2 separate regions of the Sus scrofa genome follow, and region 1 is linked to region 2. A link is a contact called in public promoter capture Hi-C data. All regions are on one chromosome and are shown on one strand. Each heading gives the region's core, a stretch centred on a gene start, on an enhancer-like site or on the middle of the called end of the contact. The rest is flanking DNA. Distances are from core to core; before and after follow the strand shown. Region 1 holds the start of TPR (nucleoprotein TPR). Region 2 holds the start of TRMT1L (TRMT1-like protein).

Region 1 (5,624 bases), core at 2,099-4,598, 1.2 Mb before region 2:
CTTAGATGAATGTAGCCGTCGGTCTGTGTGACTCTCCTTTTTTAGTTGCCTTGTACTGCTGACCAGTTCTCCCTGCTGATTAACATGTTCTTCTTTCAATTAAATCAGTGAGTGTTTATGCTTTTTAAACTAACTGTTCGAAATGTCTATTCCATTTTGTATTGATTTTTAAGGTTTAACTCGAAGAGGGAAATAAAATTGGTCTGATTTCCAAATTTCTCTCAATCCCTTTCCCCTCTCCTCTACTGAATCAACATTTTTAAAAAATTCAATAAATGGGTACTATAGTACGTAACAAAATACATGACTTCCATTTGCTATAAGTCTGGGATAAGACAAACCAGAAATAGGAATAAAAATGTCAAAAGCTACTTTTGTAAATAGGACAAATGGGAATTAAGATTAGAAGGGAGTAAAAGTCACGTCGGAAAGACAATACAATATGAATAATCTGGTCAGTAAAATTCTAATTTTGGAGTTGCTAAATTTTCTTTTGTCTTCTTTTAGGGCCACACCCTGGCACACGGAGGTTCCCAGACTAGGGGTCAGATCAGAGCTGTAGCTGCCAGCCTACACCACAGCCACAATGCAGGATCCGAGCTATGTCTGTGACCTACACCACAGCTCACAGCAATGCTGGATCCTTAACCCACTGAGCAAGGTCAGGGAACAAACCCGCATCCTCATGGATACTAGTCGGGTTCGTTAACTGCCAAACCAAGATGGCAACCCCTGGAGCTGCTACATTTTAAGTTACTTTTACATTGTCAAAAGAAAGTATGTTCTGACTTGGGCAAATCTGGGCTACATTCTTACTCCTTATTCCATCCCTCCATCCCCTAACTTGAGTTTACTGTTAAACAGCATATCTTAATTTTAAATAAGCAGATAATTTATCAATAAATGCACAGGAAAGGATACATACCTGCCCTATTAAAAGACCAGAGACAAAAGTCTTCCCTTGAAGATTGAGGTTTGAAAGATACTGGCCAACAGTCTCTTCTACAATGTATGTTCTTCCCATTATTAAGAACTAATTCAACCTGCTAAATTATAAAAAAAAAAAAAGTATACATATATATACACACATACATACACACACACATATACAGCACTTTTAGGGAAAAAATATAATTTACAACGTTTTCTCATAGGAGTAGTATACAGAGAGCAGTTGTTCTACCCTGATACTATCCCATACCTTGCAGTGATTACTCAGTCAATAGGGTATACTTTCTTGCAAAGTTCAAATGTAGCTCCAGAATTCTCAACGAATGTTGCAGGAAATGACTAACAGTAAGTCACGATGACATGCGTGATAAAACCTATTCCCATACCCTGGATAAAGAAGAGAACGCTAAACTAGTAGTCAACACCCCTGATTTCTCATTTAGATCTACTACACCTTAGGTGCATTACATTTGATAACCTGTTAAGCCTCACTGCTCATTTATAAAATAGAAAAGATGCTAATTTCTGAGTTGCTCTGTGGGAGAATCAAGTTCATGCATTCAGTAGGCATACTATGAAGAACTACTAAGCGCTAGGAATTGTGCCAAGTGGGATAATGTGAATAATACTTAGGTCTGCCCTTGACTAACTCATGGTACAGCTGTAATTATGGAAACAGACAAACAGCAATGCCACAATAACAAACATTTGTAGAGCTTCCACTTTGTATAAGGTATTGTTCTAGGTACTTTACATGCAGTTACATTTAAATTCACACACAAAAAAAAACCCCATGAGGTAGGAGCTATATATACACCCTTGATTTACACATGAAGAAACTGAGGCACAAAAAGGTAACGTCAATTGCCCAAGTAACAAAGTTGCTAAGTGGAAAAGGTAGGATTTAAATTCTGGGCAGTCTGGCTCTAGAATCAATTTCTAATTTAGATTTCTATTCATTCTTAAATCCACAGTATTTAAAAATACCCTTAGGAGTTCCTAATGGCTGCGTGGGTTAAAAATATAGTGCTGCCACTACTGTGGCTCTAGTTATTACTGTGATGCAGGTTCAATTCCTTACCCAGAATTTCCACATGCCACAAGTGGAAAAAAGAAAAAAAGGAATACCTTTAAAATAATACACTCCACTACAAAAAATGTAAATCTTACCGTATGCAGTTCAATTTTTCCTGAAATGCTTTGTATCAGAAGCTTGCAAGTTGTCCAAACGATGATTTGAAACAAATCTACTTTCTTAGATTCTGGATTCCTAGTCTACAAAATAAAGAATTTAAACCACAGCTCATCTGAAAATTTATCTAATTTTAGGATTCTGTGAGTCCAAGTACAGAACATCTGCATTTTCCAGGTAGTAAGTCAATAACATGATAATATTGTGGGCCTAGAACATAATAAAGAAGTGCACATACCTGCAACCTTAATTAAAGTGTTTATAAAAAATATTTTGGGGGGACAAAAATCAACCTTAACCTCCCTACTGTTCTCAAAGGTCGTGGGGATAGTAGGGAGGATGACATATTAGGAATGCTTTATTTTCAAAAAATAATTTCACAAATTCTTTCAGAAGAGTAATCAAGCATGAAACAATCTACGGATTTGGCTTAGAAGTCACAAAACTACAATCTGGAAACAAGCTGTTCTTGGCAGGGTGAGAAGTGGGCTTTTTTAAGAATGTGTTTAAAAACTTCTGTTCCACACATTTTTTCCACTTTAAAAATATAAACACAAGGCAACATTTTCTGCAACCTTAAGTTGTAACATAAAAATTAAAAGTACACTTAAACTCCTGTTGGTTTCTTTAAAATCTCTTTCTGGAAAATGAATCGAGCTCCTTAAATTTCTGTTGAATCACTGTTACCCACCCCGCTGCACATACACAAAAAGAAAAGCAGGTCTGTCAAAAAAAATTAGGTCTGTCACAACTGGATTTGACTGTTGTACAAGAGCGTCCATCCATATGTTTACCACCCTCCGTCCCTTTCCTTCCTCCTGGAAAAGGCAGCGCTCTGCGCCCGAGGGCTCGAGCGCGCGCGTACACGTACACACACACACACACACACACACACACACTCTCTTCTCTCTCTCTCTCAGGCTGACTCACCTGTGCTCAGAATGTGCACGTGCGACAGACAAATCCGTCAAACTATCAGCCCCCAGAGAAGGGGGTTTAAAGTGCAAGTACCAGCCCCCAGGGACCAGATTCCAGCCCGGTCCCAATTCCACAGCCAATGAATTCATCAGAAAGCGACGGACTTCCCGCACCTCACTTCCCACTCCAAAGCCGGGGTGGGGAGGGGGGTCTCTCGAGTCAGGTGACGCATATTGATGACGCAACTGGCCCCCTCCTTTCACCGCAGCGCCTCAGCCAAAGCGACTGCGGTTGCCACCCCGCCCCCTTCCGGGAGCCATTGAGAGCGTGGCGGTAGCCCGGGGCCTGCCGTCAGGCCCTGCCAGGACCGATGCCCTCTAGTGGCTCAGTGTCTAGAAGCCGCCAAAGAGGACGACCCATGTCATCCCGGAGCTTTGACGGTAAGGTAGCCCTGCTCTTCGGGGAGGAACGTGAATGATGAGTACTGTGTGGCGCCACCTAGCGGACAAGTGGTCACGCGGCAGGCGAGGAAAGTCGGGGGGCGGGGAGAAAGAAGAAGGACGGGGTGGGGCGGAATTGGGCACAAGAAGGAATCAAAAAAACTACTCTTCCCAGAGGCCAGCGAGGCGCGACGTGGGTGGAGAAGAGAGCCGGAAAGAGGAAGGCAGGACGGGGTCAGAGGCTGCCTCTGAACCCGGATTCCCAGGGTGCACCGCTTCCGGCGGCGGGCGCGGGCGCTGTGGCGCTTTTGGTGCCGCCGCTAACGCAGGACTCGGTTTCCCAGGGTCCCGCCGCGGGAGTCTCCGGCGGGCGGGCGCGCGCGAGCCTCCGAGCGAGGCGGCAGAGGCGGCCGCCCAGGCTTCTGGGTCCTCTTGGTCTTCCTCGTTCATCGTTTCTGCTCCGTCGGCCCCTGGCGCCGCGGTCCCTGGCCCGTTCGACATGGCGGCGGTGTTGCAGCAAGTCCTGGAGCGCGCAGAACTGAACAAGCTGCCTAAGTCCGTCCAGAACAAACTTGAAAAGTTCCTTGCTGACCAGCAATCCGAGATCGATGGGCTGAAGGGGCGGCATGAGAAATTTAAGGTGGAGAGCGGTAAGTGCGACGCTCTTCCCGCCCTTATTTCCACGGCGATGGCTGGTCTCCCCTTGCAAGCTCGCACTGCCTGCGGCTTCACTCGATCGCTTCCTCGGCTCCAGGAGCACCCCAGGCCCTTAGCTGCTCCTCTCACAGTTTGTTTGTTTTTAAAATTTCAATCCACATTGGGTTCCGTTTTCTTTGTAATTAAGTCGGTTTCATTTAGGGACACCTAACGTTGTCCAGTAAACGGAAATTGTGTCTGTAGGTCGCAAGTACAATCACAGTAAATTCCGCTCTGTTTTCTAGTCATCTACGTTCAAAGCTTTTGTCTAATTGATAACTTCCTGCACCTCTTCTGAGTGTGTGTCGCCCTGGCCCGTGATGACCTAGATGGTCGCAAAAATGAGTACGTGCATAAGACAGCGCTGGAAACACAGTGACCGTTCAGTAAATGCTTAATATATCCAACTTCTCTCTAAAAGTTGGGGTTTGATAGAAAATGTATTAAGACCTGTTTATAAATACCTGTAGTAGTTTCTCAAATAAGAAAGTTCCTTGCAATAGTAGTGTGAACATCGTTGAAGAAAGATTAAGAACACAGTAATTACCGTTAGTAAAAGATAAACTTTTGTTGTGTGTCTTGGTTTACCAGTTTTTTTGGAGGAGGTTGATAACTGGCTTTTGCTAGGTCGATTGAAAATTCTGGATAAATTTTCACTTCAAAAATCTAAGTGTAATTATCAAGGAGAATTTATGATGGAAATTAATTCTCTGGCTCCCAGCATTGAAGGTAGTACACTGCATTCTATTTGTTAATTCACACAATAAACATTGAGTGTCTTCTTTGTGTCTGATACTGTGCTGAACAGTATACTATCCGTCACTTCCTTTGGAAATGTAATATTTATTTTTACATAAATTTAGTAATTTTATACACTCAGGTATTTGGCTGTTTTAATTCAAGTCTTTTTAAAGCAAAGTAGTTTTTAACCTAAGTAATTTTTTTTTCCATTTAATAAATATATATTTTTTAGTCTGCTGTACACTAAAAACTGTACTAATGATTGTGGGGAAAATACCTTGAGTTCCCGTCATGGCTCAGAGGAAATGAATCTGACTAGTATCTATGAGGACGCAGGTTCAATCCCTGGACTCACTCAGTGGGTTAAGGATCCGGTGTTGCCCTCAGCTGTGGTGTAGGTCACAGATGCAGCTCTGATGTGATGTTGCTGTGACAGTGGCGTAGACTGGTGGCTTCAGCTCTGATTCGACCCCTAGCCTAGGACCCTCCATATGCCGCAGGTGCGGCCCTAAAAAGACCAAAAAAAAAAAAAAAAAAGGCATGTTGTATATCTTGAAGTGGTTCATAATCTTGTGGGATAGACAAATAATTTTTTAAAACCCCTCAGGCCTTGTTTTTTTATGTCATGTAAATATAAGTCAGTTGGAAATGTTAAAGTCCTTTTCTCTGTTCACTCTGTTTTTTAC
Region 2 (6,118 bases), core at 406-2,905:
ATTCTTATTAAAGTGACCACAGAATGCACAGGCTAAAATCCAACTCTTTTCATCTTTTGATTTCCAGCTGGTATTAAATGATGAGACTGACATACTGGATCAAGCTTTCAATTATCCATCTAGTTTTTTTAGAAATAAACAAATCCAACAATTCTAGAATGATGCATAAATAAAGTTAACCACTACTCACATCTGTGTTATAATGTGTTATTATCTCATTTTCAATTAAGTGTGAAGAGCAGTGAGGCAGTATACATTCAGGAATACGAGCTCAAAGTTGGGTATGCGGTCACTAAGAGGGCTTTAGAACTAGAATTCACAAAACCTTTGAGGGGATAAACTACGTTTCCACTAATCTGATTGTGGGGTGGGGGGGAAAGACCCCTCCACATAACTTCCAAATTTTGCGGGGGGGGGGGCGCTGGGGGACAAATTCCTGTTTGCCAAATAATCACAATTCCTCTCCCCTGGGTACTGAAACAAGTAGGAAATAAACAGACCCATGAAATTGGCATTAAGTATCTGTTTTATTAACGAGGAACCGAACAGGAAGTGCGAGTCTTGCACCGAAATTAAAAGCAGCTTCGCTTTCCTTCCTTGCTGCCACTAACATTCGGAAAATCCCTGGCAGAGCAGCCAGAAAATCCAGATTTTCCCCGTCTACCCCTGTCTTGAAGGAGCGCGGCTTAAGCTCCCACAGGCTCCGAGAGTAAAGGGAAGAGAAGTGTGGGAACCAGAGAACGCTAGAGCATTTGCCTTGTGGAATCTGAATCGCGTTAGTCAAGCGCCCCGAGCTCCACACACTGACGAGCTCTGGGCATTAAAAGCCTAAACTAAGGTAGGGCACCCACCCAAAAACGCAATACCCGATTCACAGGAATTTTACAACCATAGCGCAGCGCTGATACTGGGACTAGCTAAGTTAAAACAAAAATAAAGATAAAAGGAAAAGAGTCTGCGGGTCAGATGAGGGTGCGAAACGAAGGGCAGACCCTCCAACTTCAAGTCAACCAGAGTGAAAGGTGAGCTTCGTCGGCGGCTCGTAAACCTCCTAAACCCACAGGCTCGGGAACGAACTGACCAAAGCCTACTCCTCAGCAAGGGGGAGCCCCCCAAAGGCAGGGCCGGGCCAGAACCACACCCTTCGGAAAGCAGGCTCAACCCCGGTCCGCCCACAGTGGCCCCGCCCAGACTCGAGGGGCCCCGGAATCCCTCCGTCCCGTCGGCCGCCCACTAGGGCACCTGAGGCAGGCGGGGAGTCCGCCCAGCGAAACGTCAACGAGCCCCCCAGCTCCCTACCTTAACTTACCGGCGCTGGCGGCGGCGGCGGTGGCCACTTGGGACGCCCAGGCCAGGGGAAGGGACCCCGAGGGGAAGGGACCCCGAGCCCGATGCCCGGTGGGAAATGTAGTTCTGCGCTCGTACGCAGGCTACCGCTCGAACTCTCCGGGCGTTTGTTTAGCTTTGCACGTACGTCCTCGCCGGACTGGGAACGCGGCTCCGCCCCACCTCGGAGGCGCAGTGCACCCTGGGTAGTGCAGTCCTGGTTGGGTTCGGGGGTGGGCGGCTGGAAAGGAGACGCAGCGTGGAAACAACACTTTCTTACCTCATTGGACGCCGTCCCCAGCACGCTCCTGCGCAGTGTGCGCTGACGTCGTTACGCCTCGGGGAAAAGGAAGCGGACGGGACCGTGAATCGCCGGCTCTGGCTTTTTATTTTTCTGCTGACAGGATTGGGTCACTGGTTCTTCGTCTTTTGTCTGTTGCCCGCATCCTGCCCTCCCCTTTTGCTGCCCCACTCCTCGGATCCGTCCTCTGGGCGTTCACGCCAGTTCTCTCACCCCGCCGTGAGCCCCTCCTGGTCCCGGGGCGGGCCTGGCACGGAGGCGGTAACTACGGAGAATATGGCGGAGGAGGAGCTGCTGCCCCAGGAGAAGGAGGAGGTGGAGGGGGCCCAGGGCCAGGTCCCGACCCCGGCCCTGGATTCGGCTCCGGCCTCGGCCCCGGCACCGGACTCGGCTCCAGCGCCGGCCTCGGCTCCCGTCCCAGCCCCTGCCCTGGCCCAGGCTCCGGCCCTGTCCCCGTCCCTAGCCTCTGCCCCTGACGAGGCTGAAAGCAGTAAGTGCCGGAGGCCCAGCTCTTTCTGCTGCAGCAGAAGTGCGCCTTGCTGGGGAGTACGGGAGGCCCTTCTTCACTGGGGTGGCTTTGATGAGAAAAGGCGAATTTAGAGAAATGGGGGAAGGAAGGAGGGACCCTGTAGCGGGTAAAACGGGCACTGGATGGGGGAAGGCATCGCCGCAAACCTCGGGGACCTCACAGTGAAGCATATGCGGAGGCCAAGGGTGCTACGGACAGAAGGAAGTAATGAGATTGGGGGCTTCTTGATTAAAGGGGACCTATTTCTGGTACAAAAATAAGAAACTACACCTAATTGGGTAGTTTCCCTCGCAGCCCCGTTCACTAAGTCCTTCAAAATATGAAATAGTCACCGAGGCAACCTGTTCACTGTAGCAGACTCTGACTGCCAACATATATAAACCGGTGCTGATTAGCTTTTATGCCTCAACATAGACAAGAGATGGGTTTTTCTCATTATTTCATTCTTTGTAGCTGTTTGCTTCCAAAAAGAATTTGAGGCTGATGAGTGATTTAAGAAAGAATCGACTAAATTACAAATGTCTTCCCTCAGTCGTAAATACCTATTGAGTTCGTTTTTTCCTCGCAAGTCCGCTGTTGAAAATTAACAGCCTATATTATTGTGCTTCTGAATGTGCGTGCATGTTTTCTAAGTGGTGCTTTATTGGACCGTAAAGGAATTTAAAAGATTGATGAGTAACTCACTGTTAAGAATCTTCTGAACATTTTTAATGTAAAATCTAAGCAAGTTTTCTTTTAAAATTTTTGTCCTGAAATTGACCCTTATGCTCTTTCTGAATTATAACGAAATATCTTAGGCATTTCTTGTCTCTCCTACTTCAAGGCCAGTTGTGAGATTAACGTTTATAAAACATTTGGATGGTTATGGTCTAGTGGAATTGTTTTGCAATTTTAAAACAACATATAAGTTGTTACAGTAGATTTAGAAGTAGGGCAGATCATAGAAACGACGCAATCAGTAGCCTCAGGGAGGCTTCTCCTCATCACAGAGAGGGTGGTAATAGGTACAAAGTAAGGCCAGTTTTTTCATCCACAACTACATGGGGGGCAAGGAGGTACACTCCCCTGAGTAAAGTATCCTCCCTAACTCACCTCTAGATCAAATATTTATGTAAATCAGAAATGGTTTAGCATCTTTAGGGAATGCATGCTTTCTCCACCTCCCCAACATCGAAAACATGTTAAACATAGTTTGGGACTCTGTTCATACTCCAAAATTTACCAGTATGTAACTTAAAATTCAATGTATGATGTTTGAGAAACCCGAATATGCATTACTGAGACAAATATATAATGACCGAGAAATCTGAAATGCATTAAACACGTATATTAATCAAATTTTTTCAATTATTTTTAGATGGTCTAGTTAGTCCTTTGAAGTCAGTCTTAACTAGGCAAGATGAAGATGGCATATCTGAAACAGAATTGAAAATTGAGGAAAAAGAAGTTTTAAAAGAACCTCCTAGCATCTTGGACTCATCTGATTTAACAAAAGGTTTGCCTGCTGACTTCTGGAATATTAGTGTTTTGAAAAGGTTGTGTGATTTAAGTACAGTTTGTCTAATATCTACTATCTTGAACTAGAAAGTGATTGCAGAGATGTACATAGGCAAATCATGAAGCTTTAGGCAGATCTTTGAGCATTTTCTTCAGTAGTGGACCATAGGATTTTTCAGTTGCCTAGCTTAACCAGGCCCGTTTCCCTTATTTTGTGCTAGATTTAGAATGATTTCAGTAAATAAGCATGTTATTATATAGTTCTATATATCTTGTTTTATATGCACAGATCTTTGAACTCTGGAAACCAAAAGCTTTTATGATTTCAAATTAATTAAATAAGTTGGTTTGTACACGTGGATTCATTGCCTGAATCTTACTGACTGACCTAGCAATTAAAGGTTTTTGGTTAAATGGAAAAAAAAATTTTTTTACCTTAATTTCTAAGTCAGTTGAACAATACCTGATTAACCAATGAAGTTAACCAACAGCATTTGTTGCTCTTTGTTTTTCTCATTTTAGAATAAGGTAAGAAAATTGTCTTTTAGTAAGTTTTAGCAGGAATGTCTTGATACTGCTGACTTGAATTCCAAAATTATTGATTCAATGTGCTACTGCATCCAAAAAGACTAATTTTTAAAAATTATTTAAAAACTTGCCTCCTGTGTGAAAGTGCACTAGGCACTTAACCATTACAGAAATAAGTAAGACATAGCTATTGTCTAGTTAGTGCTTATTTGTAGGGCAGACGAAAAAAGACACAAATAATGCAGAAGAGAAACAAAGGAACTGGGAGTGAATCTGCAGGAAGACAGCAGTGTCAAGAATAGAGTTTAAATTGTATAACCTAATTATGTAATGAATATTGGAGAGCCCTATAGTTTATCCCATAGGGGATCTTTTCCTATCATTTACCACCTCCTAGTATTCTGTATTCATGATTCCACTTTGTAAATTTTCCTTTCCTTGGGGCTATACATATTCAGGTCTCTCTGTCCTTAAAAAGAAAGAAAAGGCAAGTTGCAATTCACCCATATTCTTTTTTATACTACCAACTTCTTGAACAAAATAATCTATGCTGAATTTCTATACTTTTGTTTCTCCTTCCAAACCCATTTGTACTCTTAAACATCTCACTGAACCTTCTTTCTTCAAGGTTACTAGAGACAGTCCAGTAGTCTTTTCTTGATCTCTACAACTATTTGTAATACTTAGTGTTGAGTCTCCTCTCTTCTGCATTATCTTGATTCTCCATGCCATTTTTTTCTTTTTGAATCCACCCTCTTGATTCTTTTACCTCACCGTCTCTTACATCTATACTCATCCTCCATACCTCACTTCCAGATTGTATTCATTTATATCACTCAGTAGTGAGTTCAGCAGCATTAGGGAATGCATCCCCCCCACTGATCAAGAATATGTTAATTATGTTTTGGAAAGGTTTATTCATACATTGCAAAATTTACATGTATGTATTTTGAAGAATGTGTAATATTTGAAAAACCTGAAAATGTGTTACTAGAACTAGGTTTTGGCTTTTTTCTTCTCCTTTTCACATCAGTTTTCTCTTAGGCTACTTACTTATGCTCATGGCTTAACCTAGCATGTGCATTTATGATTTATATCTATTCAGAATCCCTCCTGAGCTCCAAAGTCAATTCATCTGCCTACTGAGTGTATAATACCAGAAGTAATGAAACACACTTTGTAAAAAACTAAATTCCCTTTTCTCCTTTCCTCTTCATTTCTGCCAAAAGTGTTTTCTGCTTCCTTTTATTGGTTAATGGTATCATTATTCTAAACCATAAAAACTCAAAATCTCAGAATCATTCTTTAGTCTTCACCCTTCTCACATCCCAAGTTCTTTGCTTCTACCTTCTATTCTCTTGCACCTCTCCATTTCTAATTTCTCACCTCAATTATTTATTCTTGATTCCACAACCAGAGAGATACCCTCCTGAAACACATTCAAATCATACCATTCATTTCCTCAGAAACCTGACAGGACTTAACATTGCCTGAAGAATAGAGTCCAAACTAGCATAGAATATCTGCCTGCCATGATTTGAACTATGTTTTTGGCTGCATATTTTTCTACAGACTCTACCCTCCTAACATACTACTTTCTAGCCAGGAATGGTAGAGAGGTGGCTGTATATTTTTACACTACCATTGAAATTATTGAAATTCCATTCATATCTTAAGTTTCGATGAAGTGCCATTTCTTCATTGAAGACATTTTCAGAGGCGCTTATTGGAATTAATTACTCCTTCCTATGTATGCCCACATCAGATTAGCTTTAACTCTGGTATGCATTAAGTCCTGCCTTTTTATTATAGTTAGTAGTTAACATGTTAGTCTCTTTTATGGGATTGAAAGTTCTTTGAAAATAAAAAACATGGCTTCAGTGTTTGTACAGAGTAGAAACCTTTTTTTTAGTATTATATTGAATAATAAGGTAAAA

What was found. Promoter capture Hi-C pulls out the DNA fragments that hold promoters and counts their contacts.
Region 1: a promoter capture Hi-C map of liver shows a contact between it and region 2, with 15 times the contacts expected there. The contact joins the promoter of TPR here to the promoter of TRMT1L in region 2. A contact is called at or near these places in 3 of 5 promoter capture datasets (fetal liver, fetal skeletal muscle and liver) and 2 of 2 datasets of contacts at active chromatin or transcription factors (alveolar macrophages and skeletal muscle).

What each region holds. Positions count from the first base shown.
Region 1 is chr9:127,538,117-127,543,740 of Sscrofa11.1, reverse strand. It overlaps TPR (nucleoprotein TPR), which reads left to right and starts at 3,348. Exons shown (of 52, transcript XM_013977898.2): 1 at 3,348-3,501; 2 at 3,846-4,151. The coding sequence starts at 3,432. It overlaps C9H1orf27 (protein odr-4 homolog), which reads right to left and starts at 3,293. Exons shown (of 18, transcript XR_002335971.1): 1 at 3,074-3,293; 2 at 2,122-2,226; 3 at 926-1,046.
Region 2 is chr9:126,342,813-126,348,930 of Sscrofa11.1, reverse strand. It overlaps TRMT1L (TRMT1-like protein), which reads left to right and starts at 1,655. Exons shown (of 16, transcript XM_021102636.1): 1 at 1,655-2,117; 2 at 3,514-3,651. The coding sequence starts at 1,904. It overlaps SWT1 (transcriptional protein SWT1), which reads right to left and starts at 1,738. Exons shown (of 19, transcript XM_013979933.2): 1 at 1,607-1,738.